Linked DNA regions of Mus musculus: region 1 is linked to region 2. A link is a contact called in public HiChIP or PLAC-seq data. All regions are on one chromosome and are shown on one strand. The core of a region is the stretch at or near the end of the contact, and the rest is flanking DNA. Distances in the headings are between cores, read along the strand shown.

What was found. HiChIP or PLAC-seq counts read pairs in DNA pulled down with a chosen protein or histone mark.
Region 1: an H3K4me3 HiChIP or PLAC-seq map of bone marrow-derived macrophages shows a contact between it and region 2, with 2.7 times the contacts expected there. The contact joins the promoter of Ccdc125 here to the enhancer-like site in region 2. A contact is called at or near these places in 1 of 39 promoter capture datasets (pre-B cells), 2 of 115 datasets of contacts at active chromatin or transcription factors (bone marrow-derived macrophages and large pre-B cells) and 3 of 9 other capture datasets (adipose tissue, macrophages and pancreatic islet).

The regions. Positions count from the first base shown.
Region 1 is chr13:100,668,178-100,672,400 of GRCm38.p6, forward strand. It overlaps Ccdc125 (coiled-coil domain containing 125), which reads left to right and starts at 1,304. Exons shown (of 12, transcript NM_183115.5): 1 at 1,304-1,674.
Region 2 is chr13:100,140,855-100,145,305 of GRCm38.p6, forward strand. Naip2 (NLR family, apoptosis inhibitory protein 2) reads right to left here. Exons shown (of 16, transcript NM_001126182.2): 16 at 3,209-3,869. The coding sequence ends at 3,505. Among named protein-coding and RNA genes, the nearest start is that of Smn1, 18 kb to the left of the region's middle. Within about 2 kb of position 1,262, at least 10 of the 459 cell types and tissues checked have an H3K27ac peak or open chromatin away from gene starts, as enhancers often do. A contact at or near this core is called in bone marrow-derived macrophages, where this site is marked.

The DNA of each region.
Region 1 (4,223 bases), core at 54-2,553, 530 kb after region 2:
ATTTCTGAGTTTGAGGCCAGCCTGGTTTACAGAGTGAGTTCCAGGACAGCCAGGGCTACACAGAGAAACCCTGTCTTGAAAACAACAACAACAACAAAAAAAACAAAAAACAAAAAAAAAGATTTGGAGACTTAAATGTAGTCTCGGGGTGTGGCTCAGTGATGGCAAATGTTTAGATGTACAAAACCTGGCTTAGTCACTCACTGTTCTACTGCTGTGAAAAAACACCGTGACCAAGGCAACTTATAAAAGAAAGCATCTGATTGGGAAGTTTGCTTACAGTTTCAGATGGTGAGTCCACGGCCATCATCGTGGGGAGCACCGCTCTGGAACAGTAGCTAAGAGCTTACACCTGACCCACAAGCAGAAGAGAGAGACTGGTCCACCTTCAGTGACACACCCCCTCCACCAAAGTCACACCTCCTAATCGGTCCCAAACCTAGTAGTTCCACTAACCAGAGACTAAGCATTCGAAAAATATAAGCTTATAGGAGCCATTCTCAAACAAACCGTCACAAGCTCACTGTGATTACCAGCACTTCAAAAAAAGACACACTTCACATCTGTTAAAAGAGTTGCTTGTGTGTGCGGTGTATTTGTAGAATAGACGAATGTAAGTACATGTGTGCACGTGTTAATGGACCTTGCAGTTCACACCAGGTGTCTTCTTTTCTCCATCCCCCTACCCGCCCGCCCCCATGCCCAGGAGTCCTGATATATTAGTTTTAATTAATCAATTTTCCGGTGGACATACGTTTGCAGATTTTTACTATCACAAACACATGAGTGATAACATATATTAGTATGCCGGCAGTCTGAAACATGTTTTTTAATGAGCTTTGAATTCACACAGCCACTCCTGGAAGTAGTGCACTAGTTTCAACACAGGTATAGAATCACGTAGCTAGGTGATTGCATGAAGTTTATGAGAAAGACTCCCAAGATAAAATCCGTTCTAAGTCGGATTTTCCTCATGTCTAAGTAACTAAGGACAATACAGACTAGACTGGCTCTAGTCTGCGAAGTTCATTAGTGCCAGAGAAGGATCTGATGTCTATTTCTACCAGAGTAATCTTCAAGCCTGGGAAAGTGTTTGAAAATAACAAAGTCTTCGGTTAAGGGTATTGGCACAGAGAATTAGAACACAACCATTTCAACAAGGTCATGAAGTTGATCCAGTATGGCGGATGGGTTAGTGCGAGGTAGCACCTGTGATAGGAAAGGAGCAGGGGTCGCTCTCCAGGCATTGCCTCCCGCTCCGCCTGTGCTTCAGCGCTCCCTCTGGCCCAGGCTGCCTTCAGGGTTCCTAACCGGGCTTTCTAATGCCGAAAGCCGGTGTTCCGAGATCTACCTCTCCGGGAACCCCAGCTCCGGCACACTTTTCTCTTAGGGGGTTCCTGAAGTCCCAAGGTTGGGACTCATAATTTTCCATGTATTGACGCTCACCTTGCCCCAGTCTGTTCTAAATCTCAGACTTTTATTTGCCCGTCGGTTTGTCCATCCGGCTTTGGAGCTGAAGTTGGAGGAGGGCAGCTAACATCCGGTTGCACGGAGGCACGGATACTGGGCTCAGGAGAGCTGAAGCGCCGCTGGCCCACCCGGACCTGGCGATCCTTTCGGGTCCCCTGCGGTGGTCGTGCAGTCACGTGGCCCGAGGACGCGTGGCGGAGTGGGGTGAGCCTCTGAAGGGGCGCGCGGGCTGCGCAGCGGAAGGTTCGATCCTTGGGACGGATGCGCAGAGTGCCAGCGTCAGGCCAGGACACCGGGAACCCGCGGTGGGGAGGGTATGGAGCCGAGCTGCCCAGGAGTGGAAACTGCAGGTGGTGGTCAGACTAGCAATAGGGCTCCTTTCCCCACATAGAGCCAGCCATTAATGGTCTGACACCGAAGAATACCGATTTCAAAAACTCTGTTTCTGTCTTTTCTTGCTATTATTTAACTATTAGTTTTGAGCCATAAAGCTGTAACGCACTAAATGCTATGCAATATCCTGGTTTCAATATCTTGAAACAAAAAGGAACGAACAAAAGCCCTCGAGAAAAACAGGAAATCTACGGAAGTGTGTGGTTTAGTTTAACCTGCGCTGGTGTCTTTGTCTCAATTTTTGATAAATGTACCCTGATGCTAACTTTAGAGGAATTTAAGTGACGGGCATAGAGGTCTAAATCTTTGCAACTTATTGTAAATCTAAAATTATTCTAAAGCTAAAAGTTAATATATACAGCCCACAGCAAAGAGAAGCGGCTCATGGTTCACCAAGGAGGGTTTATGTTAGTTTTTTCCCCACCAAGCCGGACAGGACAGGAAGTAGGTAGCTGTTTGATCAACTTGTTTGCTAAAAGCAAAGTTGTCAGGCTGGTGGGGGTAGATCCTGCTGCCTAAGTTTTTCCCTTTGGAATGTGTCCTCTCTCATTTCGCTTCAACAAATATCTTGGAGAATCTGTTAGATGTGAGCAAATGAGACATACCTTTATTGGAGCCATGGAATGTGTTAGGGTAAGAGAGGGACATCCTTAGATCTGTTTAAAAAGTATTGACTCAGCACGGTGTGTAGGGTGGCTCTGTTGGTTCAGGCCAGAAGTTATCATAAATTCAACTAGGAAATTCAAGTGCAAAGGATATGATTTGGGGAGATATTTGTGAGACTTGAAGACTTGGGGATTAAAGGCATGTGAGGATCAAAGAGAAAGGGGGAAATTGATTCCAAATTTACTTGATGCTTTTGAAACATAGATGACACATTTGACAAAATAGAGAACCCTAGAAGAGACCCGGATTGGGAGTGGGGAAAGAAACGAACTTGGTTTCAGTTGTATTAGGATTGTAGGCAGAATGTCCGGCTGGAAACGTGTGTTTAAGAGTGGTAACAGTGGAAGGCAGCCTATCCAGGAGGAGCCAGAAGAGAAGGAGCCTTGGAAGGCACAGAGGTGGCCCTCCTGGCAAAAGGGCAGGAGCTGCTTTGTTGCTTGGTTGAGAAGCCCTGGTGTCCCAGAGAGCAGATGTGGGAAGTTAAAGTGTCAGAGCTCCTACAGAGGCTTTGGGGGTGGGGCTAAATCTTGGCGTTAGCAATCAGCAGGTCACTATTTTTCAGTTATTTTAGTGAAAAATAGGAATATTGCTGACAGTCTATTCATGCTTGCCCTTCCCCAAGTGTCCAGAGGACCAGACAGGGATGGATATGATTTCTAGTCCTGGCTATACTGACCGGTTATCTGTGTTATTTGGGCAAGTCATGTATTCTTGGATTAGGAAAAATATCTCTCAACAAAATCAAAAGAACCCTTTTATGTCTAGAAATATTAATAGGGTGGAGGAATGTTCCATGGAATATGCTTTGCAAAATGCTGATACATAAACAGAAGTTTAATACTCTAAAAAATTTTTTTTTTAATTTATATGTTGTAATCTCACTTAAAAAGTAGATAAACTGGTACACAAATTCTTCCCTTTCCTGAGGGGATGCGATCTTACTATGTCGCCCAGGTTGGTCTCAGCTGGTATTCTTCTTCAGCCTCTTGAGTGCCTTGTCATATATACCACCAAGTCTGCTTAATAGTGAAATTCAACGTATTTATTTGATTACTGTAGCTGAGAATGAGAAGAAGCCAGAAGATTAGAGCAAACTGCCAGAGTCAGTTTGAGGCCAAGCAGAACAAATCAGGGAGAAGCTGAGAGAAGCCAGATTGAATCAGTCAGTTTGGAGAGGAGTTTGAGCCAGAACTGACTTGGATCAGGCAGCAAGAGTTCAGAAAGAACTAGGAAAGGTGAGCATAGTCAGCAGTAAGTCTCCAAGATGACAATTACATCTGCCAAATAAAAGAGAGATTTACATCTTGTACCCTACCCATGGTTCACCGAATGACACTGTCCAGTCATTAGACCTAAATTCATTTTTGAGCCAATGACTCTTATCAGGCTAGAGATCAGACATCGAGGCCACACTTTCTACAACCTGCTCTTTCCCTGATTAATATCGGACATATTAAACTCACTGGGAGGCTTGTGATTCTAAGAAGTCATGTGTCCCCAAAGTGAAGTTTAATTCTTACCATCACATATGAATACTACATGGCCAGTGCCCATCAAAGTTACATTTAAAAAAATTTTTTAAAAAACAACAACAACAAAAAAAAAAAAAGCCGGGCATGGTGGCGCACGCCTTTGATCCCAGCACTCTGGGAGGCAGAGGCAGGCGGATTTCTGAGTTCGAGGCCAGCCTGGTC
Region 2 (4,451 bases), core at 12-2,511:
CGAGCTGGAGCTCTCTGCGGAAAGCAGGGGTCATTGATGCTCCAAGGGCTCCTGGCAGGAGCAGGTGCGTCCTGGAGGCCAGGGAGGAGCCCCATCTGTAGCTCAGCTGCTGCTGACAGGACAGATATGATAAAGTCTGCAGCGCAGTCATTGACTAAACCAATGTGGAGGTCAGAGGTCACTGGTGATGCTACGAGCCAGTGTGGAGGTCGCAGTGATGCTAAAGCAGCTATTTTGGTGAGATGGAGATGGCAAAAGCTTGGGCGAAGAGAATGTAAGCAGGAAAGACACTTATCAGTGATCGTAAGGAACTCTTCCAACAAAAAGTTGGTTTTTTTTTCCAGACTTGTTATATTTGGAGCTTAATAAAATCACATTTGATATCTATTTGTGTGAGTTTACAATTATTTTTGTCACCTGTTTCAGTTATGCTCTATGTGCACTACGATGAAAAATTGATTTCTTGGGTTGTTTTGTTTTTTTTAACTTAAAAATAAAGCGGATGTCCTAAGAAGGTGCAAACTGTTCTGCCCATTTGACAGATTCAGGGAGCTGGAATACGGAGGATGTGGTCAGGGGCCGATGCAGCTTTGGCGTTTTCCTTTTAAGTGTTGAGGAACAAACAAGACCACTGAATTCTTTTTAGAACTGTTTCTTTATTGAAAAAAAAAAAGACTTTAAAAGTTTTCTTTTATGGGTATGGGCATTTTGTCTGCATATGCGTGTGTACCATGTATTTGTCTGGTATTCAGTGAGTCCAGAAAAGGACATTGGGTCTTAGAACCGGAGTTAGAGCTGTTTGTAAGCTACCATGCTGGTAATGGAAACTGTGCCTGGGTCTTCTGCAAGAATCACTACGGCTTTTAACCACTGAGCCATCTTTCCAGCCCCTCTTTCCTTTTCATGGGCAGTGCTAGTCATCAAACCCAGGCCCTCACACATGCTGGACCGCCGAGCAGCCTGCCTCCCCAACTCTTCCTCTACTTTATTTTGAGACCGTGTCTCTCTAGATTGATCAGGCTGGCCTCAACTTGTGTTTCTCCTGCCTCAGCCTTCAGAGTAGCTAGGTTTAAACACATGTACTACTGCATACAGCCTACCTAGGTTTTTTTCCACCCGCGCTACTCAATGAGTTAAGTCAGTTGCCAAGTTATTGTCTCCTGTTTCTAAATTGAGTATTTATGATGTAACAGGCTTCCTGTTCTGAACTCCTCTCCCCAGTCATCCCTGCATGCACAGAGGATGCTGCCGAGACACTGAGGGAGGTCCTTGCAGCACCAGCTCTAGCCACAGGCACCTTGTGTCACACGCAGTGGCTGGCAGCACTAGCATTCTGAGGTCTCTTGCAGCCAAATACTGCCCAGCAGCTCCTAGCAGCTTCATGGCCCTAGTGAGCTTTGTTGTCATGGCTTTGTCCTGCAAGGCACAGCTCAGATTGCTCAGTATTGTTTGTGTTGTTATTCAATTTAATGTTTATCCTTTATATGCCCCTGCCTGTGACCCTGGAATACTGTCTTAGTTAGGGTTTTACTGCTGCAAACAGACACTATGATCAAGACAACTCTTAATATGAACAACATTTAATTGGGGCTGGCTTACAGGTTCAGGCGTTCAGTCCAGTATCATTATGGTGGAAAGCATGGCAGCATCCAGACAGGCATGGTGGGGGTGGGGAGGGAGCTTAAGAGTTCTACATCCTGTTCTGAAGGCAGTTAGGAGTAGACTGACTTCCAGGAATCTAGGAAGAATGCCTCAAAGCCTACCCCCACCACAACATACTCCTTCCAACAAGGCCATACTTCCTAATAGTGTCACTCCCTGGGCCAAGCATATTCAAACTCTAGTTAGTGCCAGGGAAATGTTAGTGATCTGCATCTCCCCCCCCCCAAGGTGTAACCTGGGGGTGCAGGTCTGTTGGGGGAATAACCTGGAGATGTTGGTCCTGTTAAGAGTGTAACCTGGAGATGCTGGTCTTGTTGAGGATTAGCCTAGAGACTAGAGCTAGGTTTGGGTTTTGTTGGGGAGTAATTTGGAAACTAGTGCTGGGTACCAGGCCTGTTAGTTTACCTGAGTTCAAACTTAGGCCAGGTTCTCTAAAATGGAGTCTGAACTTAAAAGATGTGGCCTCTCAAAACCACCACAAATACAATTTCTTATGTTGTAGTAACCTCCCAACCATGAAATTATTTTTGTTGCTACTTCATAAGTAATTTTGATATTGTTATGATTCATAAATATTTATGTTTTTTTGAAGGTCTTAAGTGACCCCTGTGAAAAGATCATCTGACCCTCAAAGGGGTCAAGACCTACAGGCTGAGAACCACTGCTCTATAGAAAAACATGTTTCGCCACATGCAACTTGTCTTCATGATTGTGTATAGCCTGAACTCAGAAGAACTTTTCTCAGGTAGTTTTTCTTAACTCTCAGAGTATAAACTGTCTGATGCTCTGAATAAAGCTGACTATTGCATGAGACTTTAGTCTGCCTCATTTATTGGCTCTATTCTCCCAAGTCCTACTGCCTCTAGAGAGGTGATAGTTATGAAATGACAAATAATTATCACAATCAAGTTAATATACCCAGAAATTCTTGCAAGATTAAATGACATACCCAGAACAGAGTAAATTTCCAACAAAATTATAAAGCTATCTTAATATATGAAAAAGCCTCTGGAACAAAAACAGTTTTCTCTAAGCCAATTCCCCCCCCCCCCCCAATTAGATGAGAGATGGCATAAGCAAGCAAGGCCACACAAGACTGGTGTACATGCAAAAGCCCTGCAAAAACTAAAGAGCATCTCCTGGGGGGAGGGTGAGCTGTAGCCATGGTAAAGTCAACTCCTGATCATCCTGTATAGAGCTGACTCAATCCTTAAACTGGCCATTTCTTACGTATATGAATTATTCCTTCCACAGTGTAGTTTTTACATAGAGCAATGTTCCTTTCCCCAGGCCCTTTCTGTTGACCTTGATAATGGAGGGTTCTCTGTATGAACTTGACTAAAGCTCTAATCTTTATACAAGGACTGCCAAGGCACAGCTCCTCATAGTTCAATGTAGATATGCAGGCTCTCAAACAGTTACCAGTCTGATGCAGTTCAAGAATATTTTTGTGCATGCAATAGTAAACAATTTGGTTTTGATTTGGGTCTAGAGTCAAGTCTTGTTACATAACCCAGGCTGGACTCAAAACTCTTTTTTTTTTTTTAAAAGATTTATTTAATGTATATGAGTACACTGTAGCCATCTTCAGACATACCAGAAGAGGGCATCAGATCCCATTACAGATGGTTGTGAACCACCATGTGGTTGCTGAGAATTGAACTCAGGACCTCTAGAAGATCACGGTGCTCTTAAGCACTGGGCCATCTCTCCAGCCCCGGCTCAAACTCTTGATCCCCCTGCTCAGGCTCCTAAGTACTAGGATTGCACCATGCCTGTCTAGAGTGAAATGTACTAGAAAATCAGGTTTTTGGACCTGCCAGTAATCTTCCACTTCATCCTTCACTTCTGAATGACAGGAGAGAATGGCACTACCCACCTCCAGTGAACAGTCAAGCGTTTGGACTGAGGGTGTCTTTCCTTCACATCATTAATCACTTTTATGTCCTCTTCATCCAGGAGCCAACTGAGCATCCCGAGCCTGGTGAGGCTGGGCAGTCGGGACACACACTGACCCAGAGCCTTGACAGTGATGGCCTGAATTTGAATGCATTCTGGGATATGCCTGGAAATGTCCAGGTTTTTCAGGTTTGGCAGGTTGTCCAGGACTTGAAAGAAATTTCTGTATCCTTCCTCTGTAATCTTGTGATTCAGTGTAAGGTCTAAGTTCTCAAGTTTTTGGAAGCCTCCCCTGGTTGCTCCCTTGGCTGGAAAGAAAGCAACCAAAATATTATGAAGAAAAAGCCTTGAGCAAAGCTTACAAGGTTATTTGTAAGTAATCTCACACCCACCACCAGTGAAAGCATGAACCACAAGAGCAGGTCCCACTACATAGCTCTGGATAGCCTACAACTCACTTAGATAGCGGAGGCTGGTCTAGAACTCACATCTGCCTACCTGTGCCTTTTGACAGTTGGGATTAAAGGCAGTGTGTCACAATGTTTAACTTTAAACATGTTTTAAGGAGTGTTCTTTGAAAGCCCTAAACAGCAGCCTCGTTGATAGGGAACAAGGCCATACTGCAAGGGCAAAGCAGAAACCAGGATGTTGAGCACAGAGAATTTTTGGAAACCTACCGTCTGGGCAACGTGAAATTCTGTACTTACAGGACATATGCCAAGGCAGGAACAGGTTACAGTACAAGAAACTGAGAAATTGTGGGAACAGTGTCTTTCCTTTTGCAGAGAAAGCTTGTCCTCTCACTGTGACTGTTTTCCGGTTTGCCTAAATAGCTTCCTGGTGACTTAGAGCTCTGGAGGAATTGTGGGTAAGTTCTGAACTAAAGTCCA